2 separate regions of the Manis pentadactyla genome follow, and region 2 is linked to region 1. The links are chromatin contacts, called in public Hi-C maps. All regions are on one chromosome and are shown on one strand. Each heading gives the region's core, a stretch centred on a gene start, on an enhancer-like site or on the middle of the called end of the contact. The rest is flanking DNA. Distances are from core to core; before and after follow the strand shown. Region 1 holds the start of GPR3 (G protein-coupled receptor 3). Region 2 holds the start of AHDC1 (AT-hook DNA binding motif containing 1).

What was found. A called contact is a pair of places that touch in the nucleus more often than the background predicts.
Region 2: a contact with region 1 is called in a Hi-C map of skin fibroblasts, with 7 times the contacts expected there. The contact joins the promoter of AHDC1 here to the promoter of GPR3 in region 1. A contact is called at or near these places in 2 of 3 Hi-C or Micro-C datasets (fibroblasts and skin fibroblasts).

The regions. Positions count from the first base shown.
Region 1 is chr4:20,329,200-20,332,233 of mManPen7.hap1, reverse strand. It overlaps GPR3 (G protein-coupled receptor 3), which reads right to left and starts at 1,546. Exons shown (of 1, transcript XM_036914923.2): 1 at 53-1,546. The coding sequence starts at 1,546. The coding sequence ends at 395. It overlaps CD164L2 (CD164 molecule like 2), which reads left to right and starts at 2,834. Exons shown (of 9, transcript XM_036914932.2): 1 at 2,834-2,915.
Region 2 is chr4:20,509,950-20,512,819 of mManPen7.hap1, reverse strand. AHDC1 (AT-hook DNA binding motif containing 1) reads left to right here and starts at 1,464. Exons shown (of 8, transcript XM_036914910.2): 1 at 1,464-1,887; 2 at 2,128-2,222.

The sequences.
Region 1 (3,034 bases), core at 297-2,796:
CTCTCTCCTATCTAGGCAACTGAGTGACTAACCTCTCTGACTCTTTAGCTCAGAAATTCAGAAGTAAAGAGACATGGTCAAGGTCGAGGGAAGAAGATCAGGAACTTGGAATGGCACTGTAAAACACCCAGCAGCATTCTGGATCTCCAGGCCAGCTGGGCTGTGGGACATTTCTGAGTGGAATCCTGACCACCTGAACATTCTAGAACCATAGAGCCCGCTGGGCCCTGCAGGGATCTGAACAGAATCCTGTGAAACACCCGATGTCCTAGAACTCCAGAACCAGCTGGGTCTTGGGGGTGTGGAGCTAGGGAGTTGGAAAAAAGCCCTGAAGGACCTAACATTCTGGAATTCTGTAGTGATCAGGGCTGAAGGGTCGGTCACCAGGATGTGACTAGACATCACTGGGGGAACGGGATCTAAAGGGAATCTTAGAAGAGGAACAGCAGCAGCAGACGGCCCACAGCACCTTCTGCACATCCTGGTTGCGGAAGGCATAGATGATGGGGTTGATCATGGAGTTGTAGGTGGCAGGGAGCAGGGTGAGATAGGTGTAGAGAGGTGGGGAGTGGGCATCACCCAGCAGGCAGTAGACAGTGAAGGGAAGCCAGCAGGCAGCAAAGGCGCCAAGCACCACAGCCAGGGTGGCAGTGCCTTTGCGGGTGGCCACATAGTGGGAGGCAGGCAACAGATGCCGCTGGAGCGCAATCTGCTGGGCATGGCGGCAGACGATCCGGCAGATCTGGGCATAGAGCTGCAGCATGATGCCAAACACCATGAAGAAGGCAATGGCCAGGACCACCAGATGGTTCTTGGAGAGTGGATATACCACACCACATGTGGCCTGGGCATCCAGGCAGTTCCAGGCCAGCACGGGTAGCAGCCCCAGGCCCAGTGCACCTCCCCACACCAGAGACAGCATCACGTAAGTCCGAGTCACCGTTGTCTCTGAGTAGTAGGTGAGGGCATTGTACAGAGAAAGGTAGCGATCAACAGTGATGGCCAGTAGGCTGCCGATGCTGGCAGTAAAGGCCATTGCCAGCACGCCAACCAGCACCAGCCTCATCTCCGCTGAGCCAATGCAGAAGACAGCAGCAAAGTGGAGGACCAGGCCCAGGCCTGCCAGCAGGTCTGCCACAGCTAGGCTGCCCACCAGCAGGAACATTGGGGCACGGAAGGTGGGAGTGCCCACAATGATGGCCACCACCAGCGCATTCTCGCAGGACACCAGGGTGCCTGAGATGCACAGCACCACGTCCCAGGCCCTGGGTGATGGCAGTGGTGCTTCTGGGCCTGTAGGCCCCTCCGCTGAGCCCACACTGCTCATGTTCATGCTGCCTGAGCCAGCGGAGAGCCAGGCCAGGGGTCTGCCTGCACCCCACATCATGGTACCTGTAGGGAAAGGTCCTGTAGTGAGAAGCTGGCAGCGCTGGGAGCAGGGTTTGGAGGGGGTTAGGTGCCTCTCAGGATACACGTCTGGGTACTGATGCCTTGTCCCCCACTCATGCTCGGGGGCTCCTTCTAGGATACTTTTGTCCTCTGCCATGCCCCCAGGCCAGCAAGGGTCTCTTTTCCTGGGGATCTCTGTCTTGTGTCTCTTCACTTTCCCTTCCAACTCTCTGGGTCATGCAGACCTCTTTCTACCACGTGTGTGAACAGAGGAGAACCAGATGAGGGGCAACCGTAAGTGGATGGGAAGATGCCCAGAAAGGCCCAGGACTGGGGGAGGGAAACATCTCAAGACTAAGGGCTGCTCTGCTCCACCCCCATCAGGGAGGATGACGCTCAGTTTCTGAGGCTCGCCAGACCCCTCACGACTCTCAGTATTACCATACCCAGACTCCGCCCCCAGGGAATGTGCGTGAAGCCCCAGCTGGCCCCTAACCTGCACTCCTGGGCTAACAACACCCACCAAAACAGCACCCACCAAAAACACACCCTCCCAGACTTCTGTCCCCGGTCAGACCCTCTTTCTGCCTGAACCTCTGGGTCTGTAGAACAGACACCCTCTGCTGTAATCCTGGATCCCTGAGTCAGACCCCTCCTGCTCGGACACCTGGATCTCGGGCCTGACTCCGCCTCTTGCCTGGATGTCTGGATCCTTAAGTCAGACACCTCCTCCTACTCGGACACCGGGATCCCTGCCTCAGCCGCCTCCTGCCGGCCCAACCTCAGATGACCATCAGTCCCTCTAGGGCCTTGGGTCCCTGTAGAAGTGCCCACTCTCCGCCTGGTCACGCAGCTGACAGCTCTCCCACCCGGACAGTGTGTCCCCGCCTGCTAGCCCAGTATCTGGGTTCCCGGTCTCGACCTCCGACCCCAGCCAGCAGCTGGGAGCCTTACCACGGCCCAGCGCCCCAGCATCCTGCATGCCCTTCCGGACGCCTGGGGCCCGCGGCGGGGCCTGCTACTCACCTCCTGAGACCTGGCGCGGCCGAGCCGCGGGGAGGCTCCGCTCGGGTCCGGTCAGCGCTGGGTGTGCACGGACCCCAAGAAGCCCCCGCGGCCGCGGGAGAAGAGGCGTGAGTCACCCCGCCCCGCCCCCGGCCACCGGCTCGGTGACGTCAGAGGGCCGGCTGGCCAATGGGCACGTCGCGCTGGGGCGCAGCGCGCGTCGCGCGGCATAGTAATAAGGCCTCGCACCGCCCGCTCCCCCATTCATAAAAAGCGACCGTGGCCGCGGCCCCGCCCCCTCCAGAGACGGCCCGCGCTGTCCTTGACTCGGCGCCCTCTGAGGGCAGAGGGTTTCCGGGGCGCTGGTGGGAGAGCGTTGGAGAAGTCTCAGGGAGGCTGCGGGGGGGGGGTGCGCGGGGAGCGGAAAGGGGACCCGGACAGGCTGTGGGGCGGTGGGACCCTCGGGTGGCGGAGACAGACTGATGGAATTCAGGTGATGGAGACCGAGTGATGGATGCCGGGTGAGGATGATGGGGGGTTGTCAAGATGAAGGGGTCCTGAGGTGATGGTGGCAGGAGCACGAGGGAGTAGGGAAGTGGGTGGCAATGACGAGCATTGTGACAGGATCCTAGGGGATGGT
Region 2 (2,870 bases), core at 215-2,714, 180 kb before region 1:
TGCAAGGCCAAAGGAAGAGTCAGAAACAGGTGGGCCAAGGACAAAGGCACTTCTGGAGAAACTTCAGACGTGGAGCAAGGCAGACAAAGCTAACAGACACGGGGCAAAGGAATGTCAGACACACATGAATTGGGGCTAGTGCAGGACCAGTCAGGGCTGGTGTTGTTAGATACCCAGGACAGGACAGCAATCATGCATTATTCATCCTTGTGTCCCCAGTGAGCCCTGCATACCTCAGTCAACATTTGTAGAATTAAAGTGCCAAGGGAGGACACACAGGCACTGGAAGTGAAGGTCAGACAGAGACCTGGGAAGTCATACCTCCCTGCTATGGCCCAGAGGTTAAATAGTGAGCTTTGGAATCAGCCAAACCCTGATCTGGCTGGGCTCTCCCACTTCCAGATTGGGGGATCTGGACCTTGGTGTCTTCATCTCTAAAATGCAAAGGATAACAGACCATTTCACCAGTTTTTTGCAGGATTCAAGGGCCCTGTGGTATTCAGTAAATGGCAGCAGCAGCCATTTTCCTGCCTGGGCTGTCCAGCTACCGCCTCTCAGTAACCAGGCACTGGCAGGGCACATTCCCATCTGTGGGGATAGGCCAGGCAGGGGGCCAGAGCTAGGGGCTGGATAGCAGATGTGACCTGAGGAGGAGGTAGGTGAAAGTGCTGAGCCCAGCTCCCTGGCCTCAGCAGGAGCTCTCAACTGTTCAATTTTAATCTTGCTTCTTGACACAATGAAAATGATCAGTCGAATTCAGGAAGCGGGTGTTCGTGTGCTATCTGTAGATATCCAGAACTTTTATGCCCTCACCACCCTTGGACTTCTAGGAAAACTAGGCGTTGGAGAAGCTAAACCCAGAGCTCGGAGCTTGAGATGGGTTGCAGGGGGTGTTACTGAGTGAGGAGAAAGCCCTGGTGGGTTTCTGAGGTTTCTGGAGTAACCCTCTCTCCATATGCTCTTGTTGTTTACTCAGAGGGGAATATTTTCAGAAAGGGAATTTCAGAAAGGGAGACGGTCTCCAGATTCAGAGAGCCGGTCCTCCCCTCTTCCTCTCGCATTTAATTGGGACGCCCCAGAAGGTCGCAGGTCCTTTGGCTAATTCCTTGATTTCCCTATTCGACCCTCTTTCCATTCTTAGACTCCGCCCCTTCGCTCCCACCCTCAACCTCTGCTCGAGGCAGAGCTCCCCACAAGGCAACAGGAACATGGGAAACATTCCTAATCTTTGGGGAGAACCTGTACCCCCTGGTAAATGAGGACACGTCCCCACCGAGGGTCCGGGGCGCAGGGTCCCGGGCAGGCTCTGGTCCGCGCCGTCGGGGAAGCCGGTGCGGCCCCGCCCGCCCGGCGCGCCGAGCGGCCGGGGCGGGGACTACAAGTCCCGGCGTGCCGCGCGCGCGCTCCCCCCTGGGGTTCCGGATGGTGAGCTGCGAAGGTAAGGCGAGCTCGCAGAGGCAGCGGCGGCGGCAGCGGAGACGGAGAGGCAGGCAGGGAGGCAGGCAGGGCGAGGGCGAGAGACGGAGGGAGGGAGCGAGCGAGGCAGACCAGACAGACAGACAGGCGGGCGGGCAGGCGGGCAGGCAGAGCGAGCCACCCGCCAGGCTGCGCTCAGCCCCGCTCGCAGCAGAGAGAGCAGAAGGCAGGAGGAGGGAGGGGAGGAGGAGGAGGGAGGGAGAGAGGGAATCCAGCTACCACCACCCAAAGCCAGCGTCTGCTTTCTGTCCTCATTTCCTTTTCCCACCCAGCTCGGAGAGCAGAGAAAGGCAGAGAGAACGAGAAATAGAGACAGTCAGAGAGACAGACAGACGGCCAGAGAGACCGGGAGGGAGGAGGGCGGAGGAGGAGTAGCAGGAGGAGGACTACGCGGGGTGCGTTCCCTCCCAGGTTTGCAATGGGGGGGTGGGGGCGGGGGTGTCCAGGGTTGTGAGAGTGTGTGCGCGGCGGGGGGACGAGGGGGGCGCAGAGAGAGCGAAGGAGTGATCGGGGCGGGGGGTGGGGGGTGCCGCGGGAGCGAGGGGCCGTGTCCAGCGGAGTTAGCGGCGGAGAATGTGAGCCGAGGCGCGAGCCATGCTGTCAGCAACCGCGGGCGGCTCAGGGCTCCTCCACGACTCCTCTCCCCAGCAGCCAGGCGCCCGCGTCGCTGCCGCCGCCGGACGACAGACGCCCCCCAAAGCCCCTCGCCTGCCTCGGACCCACGGAGCCGGCAGCCCAGCACTTCGGTGAGTAGCGCCTCCTCCCCAGCCCTAGACCCCCGCTGGGAACCGGCCGGCCGGGCTCTTTTGTGCAGCGCACCAGAGGGGGGCCCGCGCCCCCTCCGCGCGCCCCGGTCCGGTCCGCCGGACCCTGTGGCTGCGGTGCCCGCGGTGCGATCGGTCTTTGTTTCCACCGGGGCCCGCGGCTCGGCTGGGCTCGGCTCGAAACCTGGCAGGCAGCGCCGGGAAGGGGGAGGGGGAGGTGGACGAGAAGGGGGGGCGGCGAGGGGGGGTTCTCGGGTTTCCTGGCCGCCCCGCAGCTCCCCCGGCTCGGGGGCGAGGTGCGCGCCCAGCGCTGCCGCGCGCCCCCTCCTCCTTCCCCCTCCCTCCGTCTTTGGATTTAAAACTGCAATTTGCTCTCCAGCTTGCTGAGAATGCGGGGGGGTTGGGGGGATGAAGGGGGGACCGTGGGAGCGCAGAACAAGGCTGGATTTTAGAAACGGCGCTGGGAAAGGGGGAGACTGCGGAGGGAGGAACCCCTCCCCTCCAACCCCCAAATCCCAAGGTTCCGCTGGTGCTCTGGGATTTGAGGGGCGGGGACCTAATGACCCGGAGGGGGTGTGGGGCGGAGGAGGGATTTGGGGGCGGCTTGGGCCGGAGGGGTTGGGCCGCGTG